2 separate regions of the Mus musculus genome follow, and region 2 is linked to region 1. A link is a contact called in public HiChIP or PLAC-seq data. All regions are on one chromosome and are shown on one strand. Each heading gives the region's core, a stretch centred on a gene start, on an enhancer-like site or on the middle of the called end of the contact. The rest is flanking DNA. Distances are from core to core; before and after follow the strand shown.

Region 1 (6,343 bases), core at 3,379-5,878:
CGTAGAACACTGCTTATTGGCTTGCTCCTCACAGCGTGCTCACTTTGCTCTTACAGAACCTAGGATCATTTGCCCAGGAGTGGCACCACCCATAGTGGGCTGGAATTTCCCACATAATTATTAATCGAGAAAATGTCCCATAGGCTTGCCTAGAGGCAGTCCAGTAACTGAGATTCCTTCTTGCTGGATGACTCTAGCTTGTGTCAAGTTGGCAAACAAACAAATACCCCACCTCTAATCATTGGCAACCAGTGGTATCATTTCTTTTGGCTAAGATCAAATTTAAAAACTAAGATCAAAAGTAATAGAGGAAAACACCCACTGTTCTTTAGTCTCTGCATGTTCATATGCATGTGTGCATATACGCGAGCGCATACACAGACACACACACATACACACGTTGCTCTTTAAAGATCCTCAAGGCCTTCACTACAACATCTGCTTCAATGATAGAAAAGCCAATGGTAATAGCATTGAAGATAAGTTTTTATGGCCATGTAATGAACATTATAGAGGAACTTGTATGTAATATATAGAGTAGTGGTTGGCATCTGTATTCCATTAGGATATGTCAGACACATAATTATCACACGTCATTCACATGACCCTAGCAATTATGTATTGACATCATCCCCGTTACAGTTGGGGAAGCTGACGCTGATACAGGGTAAGCATTGATGATTGACCAGGGTATCGATCCATGCAGTCTGAAGCCAGAGCTCAGATCGGTATCTACAGTAATAGTATTTTCCTTCTTCCTGACAAAAATGATCTTGGTGAAGCTCTGCCCCTTAGTGAGGAAGGCAAATGAGCACCAGGAACAACATTCATAAGTAAGTCTGGCTGGGAACATAAAAGGGGCAATTAAGGTACCTAGAAAAATCCAAAGGGGACTTCAGAGCTGAAGTGGCACCAGAGGTGGCTGTTGAAAGAGTGAGAGTCACTGCAGCAGGCAGAGGTGAGGGAGAACGTGTACTCAGGTGATACAGAAGGACTCATGGGGTCCCTAAGACCCCAGAGCCTTCCGTTTAATAAGCCCCAAGAGATAAAGGTTGGACTCACCTTCTATTGCATCTGTAGGGTTTGAAGTGTTACTCTGGTTAAGGCTGAGCTCTGCCAGGTAAAATTCTCTCTCTCTCATCAGGCAAGCTTGCACGGTGCTGTCAAGCATTCTGCCTGATTGGCTTGAAATGGAAGACAAAGACGCTAGGGCCAAGTTCCAGGGGTCTCCTTGGCTCGAGCCTCCATCATTGACTTTAGCTACCTTCATGTGACAAAGAGACACCCATTCTTTCTCCGTGCAGTAATCTCCTTCTTTGGACATCTTCATCAGCCCTATGGTTTTCTATAACTTCAGATAGGCTAAAGAGGTTTCCCGGCTCTTTAGCAGTGTCCTGTGGAAGTCTGCTCTGCTGATATTTGTGATTTCTCTGTTCTGATCTCTCTACTTCTCTGGATATTCAGCCTTTCTCCATTTCCCTTCTCTTCCTAGCTCTAAAAATAAGTGTTCTTCACTCCCTGTCACTGGTCCCTTTGTCCTCCTATGGGCTCTCCTTAGGGCCCTCCCACTCCCATGTAACCAACCATTCCTTGCCTGACCCCTCCTAGTTTCTTCCCCGTGTTTTCTGGGCTTTTCTCATTATCATCTGATGGTCCCAGGGGAACCTTAGACTCAATGTGCACCTAATGTAAGGAGCTCCCCTATCAAATCCCTCTCCTTCAACTCACTCTGCCCATCCAGGACCAGGGTACTCATTCCAGGACCTGCCCCTTCTACTGATCCGTACCCTTCTCTCCCTCATGTTTCTCAAATCCACTTCCCTTCTCCAAGTCTCTACTATCTTTTTCCGTTCTCTGACTTTATTATTTGGACAGCAACTGCCTCCCAACTGCTCTCATTGCCTCCAGACTTGTGCTTCTCCAAGGTGAAAATCCAGGTTCCTCTGCTCGAGAATGTCTGAGGGCCAATCATCACCAGCACCCAATCCCCAGCTCAGGCTGGTAAATAAGACCTTGTGTGACCTGGTGTCACCTCTCTGTCTACGTCTCAGAATCCATGTTGAGATGGTATAACAAAGTAGCAAGCAGCTTTCTGTGCTGGCTCATGAGTTTTGGTTATCCTGTTTCTTCTACACAGAGTGTCTTTCTCACTTTTAAAACTTGGTCCCTAAACTAATTCATTTTTCAAGAAGCAACCCAGATATTTGGCTTAGGAAAACTTCCCTGATGCATCGGGCAAGGAAGGGCTCCAATTGCATTCTGAGCCTATCATCCCATAACAAAGGAATGAGATCACGGAGACTCCTTCTCTAGTGTCAGACCCTTGTCAGCATCTTGGTCATCTTTGTCCCAGTGCCTAGTGCAACACCCATCAGAGAACAGACACCCGGTTATACTGTTCACCAGAACATATGCTCTCAGATTAGTGATCCTGACCTCCACCCTTGGACTCCAAGCAGCACTTGACAAATGGTCCATTAGTGACTGCTGGTGCCATGGACAGCCATGATGGCAGGAGAATCTGGATCACACAGCTCCTCATGTGCCAGGGCATTCTTTCCCCGAAGCATACATATTCTGAGAGAGAGGATGAAAGGATCAAACTCTAGTAAGGGAGCAATCTGCTGGGTCTGCAGAAGATGGGATGGCAGGCCCTCCCATGAGCTATGTCTTGGAACTATCAATGAGAGGAGCGATTATGAATAAAGGGGATTATGGCAAAGAAAGGAGATTAGTTGGCACTGAGAGAGGACACTGGGTTCGCCAAATAGGTTCTGTTTGTATCTAGAGAAAAGCTTTCTGATCCCACTATCCATTGAGATGATCAGGGTCCCTCTTCCCTGTCTGTCACCCTTGTGGCTTGTCCCTGATTTTGCAACTGCAACATTTAAATGGTGAACAAGGCAACCAGGGTCACTAAGAGAAGCCTCTGTTGATCCTAGTGGGTCACTAAATCTTAGAGGGTGGGGGGACCCACATTTTGAACACCCACCTCTGGCTGATCCTCCAGCAAAACCAGTCTGGCTGGTTGCAATGTATTATTAGAAAGCCCACGTGCCTGACCTTGGAACAACAGAGACACTTGTTTCCCATCCTGGAGAACCTAAGCTTGGGTGGTAGAGGAGGAAAGCCATGGCGGGAACAGGAGCAAGCTCCTCAGAGGGTTCTCAGAGAGTGGGTTTAAAGCTGCCCCACCCCTTATGTATATAGCTTCAGGGCTATGAAGAGCCTTTACAAGGGGTAATGAGATTCAAGACGCCAACAAAGTACCTAGTATGCTGGTGCTTTCAAAATGCTAGCTCCTGACACGGGTGCTTCCGACTGCCATCCAGACAGGCTGAGGCTTCTGGACAAAGATGATTGACACCTGTTGCTCCTCAGGGCGTTGGCCCAGCACAGTGAGGGAGGGGTGCTGTCCAGAGCCCCTCTCTGCTGATCCTGCAGAGCCTCTGCCCCGCCTCTTGCTGAACATGAGTGAGGGAGGTGGAGTTCTCTTTTAAGGGAGGAATTTTCTAGGCTGTGTGGGAAGTGATGTTCTTTACAGACTTTTCATTGTTAATCACTCTCCTTTCTGCCACCTCACCCTCCTTTTCTTTTCTTAACTGGAAGAGGCACATGAAATTGGAAGACTGGGTCTTCAAACAACCCCTAGAACCAGCATGTGTGTCTTCCTAAAAACTGTTAATGAGTTAGGACTGACACTGAAATCATCATCTATTTCCTAGTGGGGGAGAAGGAGATTGGAGGATGGGCCAGGCCGCCACCACCACCACCACCACCATCACCATCAACAACAACAACTACAACAACAAAATCCTTTCATTTTCCATCTCTTTTCAATCAGAAAGGTAAATGATGTCCTAACGGGGAACCTGGAGTATAGCTGAGGAACAGTAGGCGGCAGGTGGGCATGCGTCTTTTTATTGTATTTTATTTTAATTTGTCTAGTGGGTTATGTAGCAATAACCATCAGGGTGTCCTTTCTGGGCTCTCCTGGGAAAATGAGGGACCCCCACCTTGCAGCCGAGATTGGGCTGGAGCTGGGTGTTAGTGTGAGACTGCAGAGACAGTATGCCCACAGGAAAGTGTTGAAACACGTCTGTCTGTCTGCCTGCCTGCTCACCACCAGCCCTGCTCTCCATCCAACCTCTGCAGCTCCATGAACTGGGTTTACTGTGCCTGAACATCTCAGCTGAGTCCTCAGTGTGGAACACACAGTTTTCAGTCCACAGCTGCCTTAGTAGGGATGAGTCTTTCATAAGAAAGAAATCACCTACCAGAACCTTCCCTGAGTCTGGGCAGTTGCTCAGGGCTGCTAAAGTTGCTTATTAACCTCTTCCTCTCCCAGTGCTGGACCGGATAAAGTGCAAGTGTGACCCTGTAGCACAGCCCACAGGTTCTTAGCACCTCCCAAAGACCCCACCCCTGTTCTCAATTTAGGGAGAGAGAGAGAGAGAGAGAGAGAGAGAGAGAGAGAGAGAGAGAGAGAGGATTACCTCCAAAAGATGATCTGCCCCAAGGAAGCCATGGAGAGGGAGTTCCTTCCCACAGTCCTGCTGTGTGTGGGGCCAGATTTTGGTGAGTGGAGCTGCCTGCCTGCTGCTGCCCTCCTGGGTGTTGTGACTCACATCGGGTTCCTTTGTGCTGTCTTTAAATAGTGCAGGCTGGGAGGGGTGCATGTAGCTGTGGACGGCTCAGGTATGAGGAAATAGCTCCGTGAAGCCAAGGCCCAGGGATGCCTTTCTAGGCCCTGACCTGTGAAAGGGTGAGGAGAAGTTTCCCAGTCTCTACCTCGGGGCTTGAATTCATACAGGTCGCTATCTTTCAATTGCACAAGGCCACAAGGAGGATCTAAACTCACTGTCTGAGGAATTCCAGGAAGCTGCAGGGTTGGTAGAAATGCTGATCCCTGCTGGTGTTGACCTCAGACCTTGGCTGGGTCACCCGTGATAGAGTTTCTCTCTCATGCATCTGATCCCTGCTGGTGCTGACCTGAGACAGCAGACTAGGTTGTGCCCCCCCCCCCCATGCCTCCCCTAGAATCATTCTCTACGTTCAATTTCTGCTGGTGTACTCACAGAGAGGCCATGAGCTGAAGCTACAAGAACCCTGGTGTGCCCTGGTGTTGAAGAACTCTGACAAAGCTAAGTGAGGAGATCTGATTTCCTTTCAGGGAGAGGGTGAGGGGACCTGTCCCTACTCCCATTTCTTAATGCTGCTTTGAGGTTCCAGAGATGTTGAGAATATATTGCACAGAAAATTATTCAAGGTGAGTGGATAGCATTCTGAATTTCATGGCAAGGCAGCTCTCTCTCTCTCTCTCTCTCTCTCTCTCTCTCTCTCTCTCCCTCCCTCCCTCCCTCCCTCCCTCCCTCCCTCCCTCCCTCCCTCCCTCCTGTCTTTGAAATGGGTCTCACACTGTAGCCCTGGCTGGCTGGCTTGAAACTTACTAGTTTCACAATTGTAGCCCAGGCTACCTCATACTTCTATCAATCCTCCTGCCTCAGCCCCTGAGCACTGGGATCACAACCTAGGATGCTTTGAAAAGAATAAAGCTTGCTTCCTGCGTACCTCTTCTACCCTTGGAAGGGGAATGAATGCCTTTGATGATTAGGTAACTTTCCCAGGCCTTCTATGGCCAACCCAGAATGGGTCAGGGACTTTGGGAACCAGCAGAGAGTGGAGCTGAGAAGGAGAGAAGACTGAGTGGCAAGAGGAGAAAACTTCAGAAGAGAGGACTGAGCTTGGCAGTCAAGCACAGGGAGGTTGATTTCCTGGGTGGTCTCAAGAACACTTTGCCTTTCTCTAAAGCAGGGGTTCTCAGCCTTCCTAATGCTATGACCTTTTAATACTGTTCCTTGTATTGTGCTGACCCCAACCACACAATTATTTTCATTGCTACTTCATAACTGTAATTTTGCTACTGTTATGAATCCCGATGTAAATACCTGATATGCAGGCTGTCTGATACATGGCCCCTCCTAGGGGTTATGATGGCAGGTTGAGAACCAGTGCTCTGAAGCGTCCCTTAGGGAGTTAGCAGGTTTAGAAGAGGCCCCCTGTGCTTGTCCTCTCCCTGAAATAAGCAAAGAGCAACACCCTGGAACCTATGCAGTGTCCATGAAGATGGGTCCTTCCAGGGTTCAGGAAGCTGAGGTCCCTAGAGGCCATAGTTTCCTTAGATCTATACATTCTGAGCAAGAGCACAAAGGTCCAACCACTCGATGAGCTCTGAAAGGAGCGGCTCCACCTCCAACACTCCTCCAGCCACCACATGTCATCGCTAAGGTCTGAGGAAGGTCCTGGAAGGAAACAAGACAACTCCAAACACAGGGGTCTGGGG
Region 2 (5,746 bases), core at 360-2,859, 64 kb before region 1:
CTCCTGCCTCACTCATTCTATCCCAGAATTCTCTCTCCTCCCGGATGTCCCACCTCCTATTTCCTGCCTAAGCCATAGGCCATCAGATTTATTATTGACAGGTGCCACATCCACACAGACATAAGATATTCTCTCTACAGTGTGCATTTACTATATCTAACCCGTGGTGTCCATTTGTCATCTATGTCATCAATGGACACTTCAGGCTTCTATTTTCTTGACTATTATAAATAGTATTACTACCACCATAAGCATTCAAATATTTATCTAAGACTTTTATTTTTTGGATATACCTAAAAGTATAGTCATCAGATCATGTGGCTAGTCTGGTGTTAGAGCATGCTATTTTCTGTTGATTACTTCAGAGTCTGTCCTACTTACAGTGCATGAGTGCTCCAGTTTCTCTACCTCCTCACCAACCCTTGCTCATTTCTGCGTGTGTGAGTTCTGGTTGGTGAGCATCTCAATGGGCCTGGAGTCTGAGGTGACAGCTTCTTGTTGTTTTTACTTAGCTTTATACTCATGATTCATGCTGTGAAGCACATTTTGACGGACCTTTTGGTCATTTAAATATCATAATTAGAAAATCGCCCCTTCTCATATGCTCATTTCCAAATTCAGTGTTGGAGAAATGGATCCATGGTTACAGCTGATTGCCGTGCAAGCGTGAGGAGTGGCATTCAGATCCCCAGATACCTGCATCAATGTGGTGTGGGCATGACAGCACACCTATCACTCCAGCCTCAAGGAGTGGAAACTGGAGATGGATCCCCAGAGCAGGCCGGCTGGTGAGACCAGCTCTGGGTTTGATTGAGAGGCCTGCTGCAGTGAACAAAGGGAAGAGCAATGGAGAATGATTTCTGATGTTCATATGAGTGCATACACACGTGCATGTGTACAAACACATGAAAAACATGCACATGTCCGCTGTATACACACCAAAATGAAAAAGTACACATATGGAAAATGGAGAAAGGCAGCAGGAATCCAACTGTTATGGCTGGATACATGACCCTATCTGTGGCAGACTGCTTGCCCAGCATGCACAGGGCCCTGGGTCTGACTATCAAGCCCCGAAAACCAAAATCCTTAAAATTCAGCCATTTAATTTTTTTGTTAAGTTATAAGATTTCTTTATATATCATGAGTACTAACACCTTATTAGATAGGTAATTTGCAAGTATTTTCTGCCATTCCACAGATTAACTTTCATAAATATAATTTTAATAAAAACATAAGATGTTATGAGTATCATTTATTCAGTTAAGCTCAGCCATCCTCTGTCAGGAATTAAAAATGTACAGTATGTATATGTGTATGTGTATGTACACACACACACACACACACACATTTGCATTGTTCTACACTTGATACAGACAGCAACTCTTTCTTAGCAAACTTCACTCTGAAGAGAGGGTTCAATGAAGCATAAGAGGCCATGCCCCGGAAGTCATAGCTGAGTCTGGTTCATCTTAGAACTGCCTTCCTCCTAGGTTTGGCATGCACTAAAGCACTGCAGGCAGGTGACAGGGACTAAAACAGGCTGCTAAGAGGCCACTTCAGTCTAAGGTTTTCAGATTTTCCTGACCAGTGGTCAGTCTTAGTCAACACTGGTGAGATCAGCCTCCAGTCCCATGATGCTGAGTAAGACTGAGTCAGAGGGTAGATCTTTGATCTTCAGACTCAAAACCTTCTCAAGGGCAAGTTGGGATCTAGTGATTTTGGAAGAATTTAGGATGTAGTGTATCAGTTAAATATGTCACAGTTGTCAAATAATCATTACATCTCTACTCTACACTAAAGTAGTCCCCCGAGTTAGGAAGAAAAAGCCTCTGAATCCTAAAGCCCCCCCCAAAAAACCCAAAAAACCCCCAAGTAATGTCAGATTAAGTCAGTCAATGCCTTTTGGGAGGGAGGAAGTTAGATAGGGTCTCACTGGGTAGCTCTGGCTAGCCTGGAACTCACTCTGTAGATCAGGCTAGCCTTAAATTTACAGAGATCTACCTGCCTTCCGAGGGCTGGGATTAAAGATGTGCATCACAATGCCAGGCTCAGTCACCACTTTTTAGTCAATATGCTATAAATATTATGCAGTGTTAGGCTTCGATTACAAAAATCAGTGCCAACTAGAATTATGATCAAAATCTCTGGCACAGTGGTTCGTTAACACTCCTAATGCTGCAGCCCTAAAATACAATTCCTCATGTTGTGGTGACTCCCAACCATACAATTATTTTGTTCTACTTTGTAATTATAACTTTTCCTGTTTTGAATCATAGTATAAGATCTGATATACAGGGTATCTGATATGTAACCCCTGGAAAGAATTGTTTGACTACTGCAAAGGGGTTGTGACCCATTGGTTGAGAACCACTACTCTAGAGGCTCTGGAAGCGTAGAGATTTTTTGTACCCTGGTATGTATTAAATAAATTCAATTTTGATTGACATACTATTTTCTTTCTAGAGATACATGTGAGAACACGGAGAGGCGCGCAGATGTTTGGGAATAGAGAGCTTGACTTGTACCCCCCAGACCCTGGGTTTCATCTCCAGCAGCACGGGAAACCCCAGGAGACCCACCTGTCACTTTGATGTCCCCGGTGGCTTTGGCAATGTCGTTTTCAATCATACAGGAGTATGTGTTGTTGATTGTGACATTGTAGAGCACAGATACGACCTTCATGGTCACATTCTCAGAGTTCAACTCAAAGCTGGTGTTGGAGACTTCTGAGAAATTGGCTCCTTGGTCGACTTGAGATGCCCAGGCCACTGTGGGCTGGGGGAACCACCGAGGAGCCTCGCAGCGTAAACTCTCTGAACTGGCATTATAGTCCACATTTATCTCTGGCATACTGAAGGCTGTAGGGTCAAAGGTCAAAAGGGACAAATGTCACGGGGAGACAGATTAGACAAAAACACCATAAGTACTGGGTCTTTTTTGTTTGTTTGGTTTGGTTTTTTGAGACAGGGTTTCTCTGTGTAGCTCTGGTTGTCCTGGAACCCACTCTGTAGACTACACAGAGTTCTGCCTGCCTCTGACTCTGGAGTACTGGATCAAAGACATGCACCACTACCACCCAGCTAAAGTGCTAGGTCTTAAAAACATGGGACAATCACTTCTCTCACTGAAGTGACTCAGCACACCCCCACAGTAATGTTTGTGTAAGGCCCATTATGTCGTGGGCATAAATTATTTGTTCAGAGCATCACTGTGCATTATAACCCTTGGCCAGTACCACAAACTCAAGGGACCCGAGTTTCATGTATTTTAGCATTTTGATAATCTTCTCCATGTAAGAGGAACTCAGTGATTATGGAAGAAGGAGGAAGAGGAGGAGGAAGGGGAGGAGGAGGAAGAGGAGGAGGAGGAGGATGTCTCTTTCCTTAGGACAATAGGGCCTTGGAAGGGCCTACTGAATCATATGTTTTGAGGTAAAGAGAGAAGGGTAAGAAGAAAGAACAAACATTCATCTTTCACCACAGAAGGCCTATTCACAAGCCTTGGCACTGTGGGGATTTGGAGTTTGCTTGGGTAGAGATTTTTAGCTCTGATATCTACAAGTAGAATGGTAGGTATTTTTTGTATTCTAAGAAATGCTACTTATTAAAGTAACACTTGGAAATTAAGGTATCCGTTCTCTTAGGATAGAGTGTTAGGGCTCTGGGCTTATTGTTATGGCAGGAAGGCAGTCCACAATTAAAATGATAAGATATGGTTATGATGATGATGGTGATAGTGATGCTGCTGCTGACGACGACAGTGACAGTGGTGATTGTGTAGGAATATGTGCCACACACAGCATACCTGTGAAGCGTGGAGAGTAGTTTTGGAGAGCTGGTTCTCCCCTTCCTCTTTTGCATGATGTGGTTGTTTGAATAAGAATGATCTCCAGAAGCTCATATGTTTGAATGCTTGGTGGAACTGTTTGGGAAGGACTAGAAGGTGTGGCTTTGTTGAAAGAGATGTGCCACTGGGGGTGGGGCTTGAGGTTTCAAATGCTCACACCATTCCAAGCTCTCACTCTCTCTCTCTTCTCTCTCCCCCCTCTCTCTGTCTCTCTGTCTCTCTGTCTCTCTGTCTCTGTCTCTGTCTCTCTCTCTCTGTCTCTCTGTCTCTCTCCCTCTCTCGGCCTCTTGCCTGTGAATTAGATGTAAGCTCTCAGCTACTGCTCTAGCTCCATGCCTGCCTGTCTGCTGTCTTGTTTCCTGCCAGGGTGATATGGATTCATCTTTTGAAACCGTAGGGCCAAAATAAACCCTTTTTTCTATAGTTGCCTTGGTCACGGTGTCTTTCAGGAGCAATTGAAAGATAACCAAGACACATGGGTTCTAGGAATCAAACTCAGGCTGATGCATGGCTTTGAATATCAAGCAGCTTTACCTGCTGATCCATCTTGCCAGGTCCCCGCCCAGGCAGTCAGCAACTTATTAAGCCCTTTAGCTGCTTCTTTGCTCAGGGTTAGACTGGTGCAGAGAGGGGATTAAAAGAGATTTTTACCTCATTGTTGTTTGTCTTGTTTCTGATACAGTCTCATGTAGGCCACGCTGGCCTTGAACTTCCCACTGAGCCAAGGATGACAGGAGCGCCTGATCCCTTTGCCTTCAGTGCCCCATGTTGAGGGTACAGACACATGCCTTTAACCTGCTCTTTACCTCACACCCAGCAAGCCTGTTACATAGCAAAGAAGCGGAGATGCATGTGCTTTGAGCCCGGAGGGAGCGGGTTTTTAGGAGATGATATGGGAGACGAGTTTTGAGCATATACCTTGTGCTAGAAGTATAGCCCAGGTATCAGTCCATTTGGTGCTCCCAATAATCCTGTGGTTATCTGTGGTGATATCTTTAAAAATTTTGGAATATTTTATTTTGACTAATTTCTCTAAAAAGGTGTATTTATTTTTATTTTATGTATTTGAGTGTTTACCTGCATGTGTGTATGTGTACCACGTGCGTGCTGTGCCTTTAGAGGCTGGAATTACAGATGGCTGTGAGTTGCATGTGCATGCTGGGAGCCAAACCCCAGTCCTCTGGAAGACGAGCCGGTGCTCTTAACCACTGAGCCACCTTTCCAGGCTCTCTTATTTTACTCTTTATTTATTTTTTTTAAAGAAAATTAACATAGATTGCATTATGTGAACAACTTTAGATTTGCATAAAAGTCCCAAAGACTTTTCTGCAAGAGAGAATTTCCTCTAGACTTTCCAGTCTGTTTCCTCTAATGTAGCATGTTAAATGGTCATTGTATCTCAAAAGTGAGAAACCAGCACTTCTGTTAACTAGACTCCAGGCTTGATCTGTATTTTACCCATTAACATTGTTTTTCCTGTTGATGTTCCAGCATGTAATCTTTTTGTTTTCAGTAATTGTGTTGCCTCAGAGCCTTATAGACTGTGACATACTCTTTCTATACTCTTTATGGCTCTTGCAGTTTTGAGAACCTGGTCAGGTATCATGTAGGGCGCCTTTCTGCTGGGACTAACATGATGTTCTTCTCACAGTTAGAGTTGGAGAGGAAGACAGTGGTAGGGAAAAGTCCCCCCATCAACATGGCAGGCTAAGAGATGAGTGCTCTCCACACCCACTTGCTGATGAGGAGAGGGGACATTTGTTAGGTGTCTTTGAACGGTGACTTCACTTCTCCAGCATACCCTGACAGGGCAGAATGGGAGTGCTAAGTGTCACCTCTGCCTCCTGGAGAAGGGGAGAGAGAAGTAAGTTGTTTGGGATTTCTGTCTGATTAGAAT

What was found. HiChIP or PLAC-seq counts read pairs in DNA pulled down with a chosen protein or histone mark.
Region 2: an HNF4G HiChIP or PLAC-seq map of pancreatic cancer cells shows a contact between it and region 1. The contact joins the enhancer-like site here to the promoter of Vtcn1 in region 1. A contact is called at or near these places in 1 of 15 datasets of contacts at CTCF or cohesin (the NIH/3T3 cell line), 2 of 484 Hi-C or Micro-C datasets (double positive thymocytes and embryonic stem cells), 2 of 115 datasets of contacts at active chromatin or transcription factors (embryonic stem cells and pancreatic cancer cells) and 1 of 9 other capture datasets (embryonic stem cells).

The regions. Positions count from the first base shown.
Region 1 is chr3:100,823,744-100,830,086 of GRCm38.p6, reverse strand. It overlaps Vtcn1 (V-set domain containing T cell activation inhibitor 1), which reads right to left and starts at 4,628. Exons shown (of 6, transcript NM_178594.3): 1 at 4,497-4,628. The coding sequence starts at 4,528. Gm32720 (a long non-coding RNA gene) reads left to right here and starts at 3,519. Exons shown (of 3, transcript XR_375902.2): 1 at 3,519-3,848; 2 at 5,081-5,269.
Region 2 is chr3:100,885,279-100,891,024 of GRCm38.p6, reverse strand. It overlaps Vtcn1 (V-set domain containing T cell activation inhibitor 1), which reads right to left. Exons shown (of 6, transcript NM_178594.3): 4 at 2,583-2,861. Among named protein-coding and RNA genes, the nearest start is that of Gm40108, 21 kb to the left of the region's middle. Within about 2 kb of position 1,609, at least 38 of the 459 cell types and tissues checked have an H3K27ac peak or open chromatin away from gene starts, as enhancers often do. A contact at or near this core is called in the NIH/3T3 cell line and pancreatic cancer cells, where this site is marked.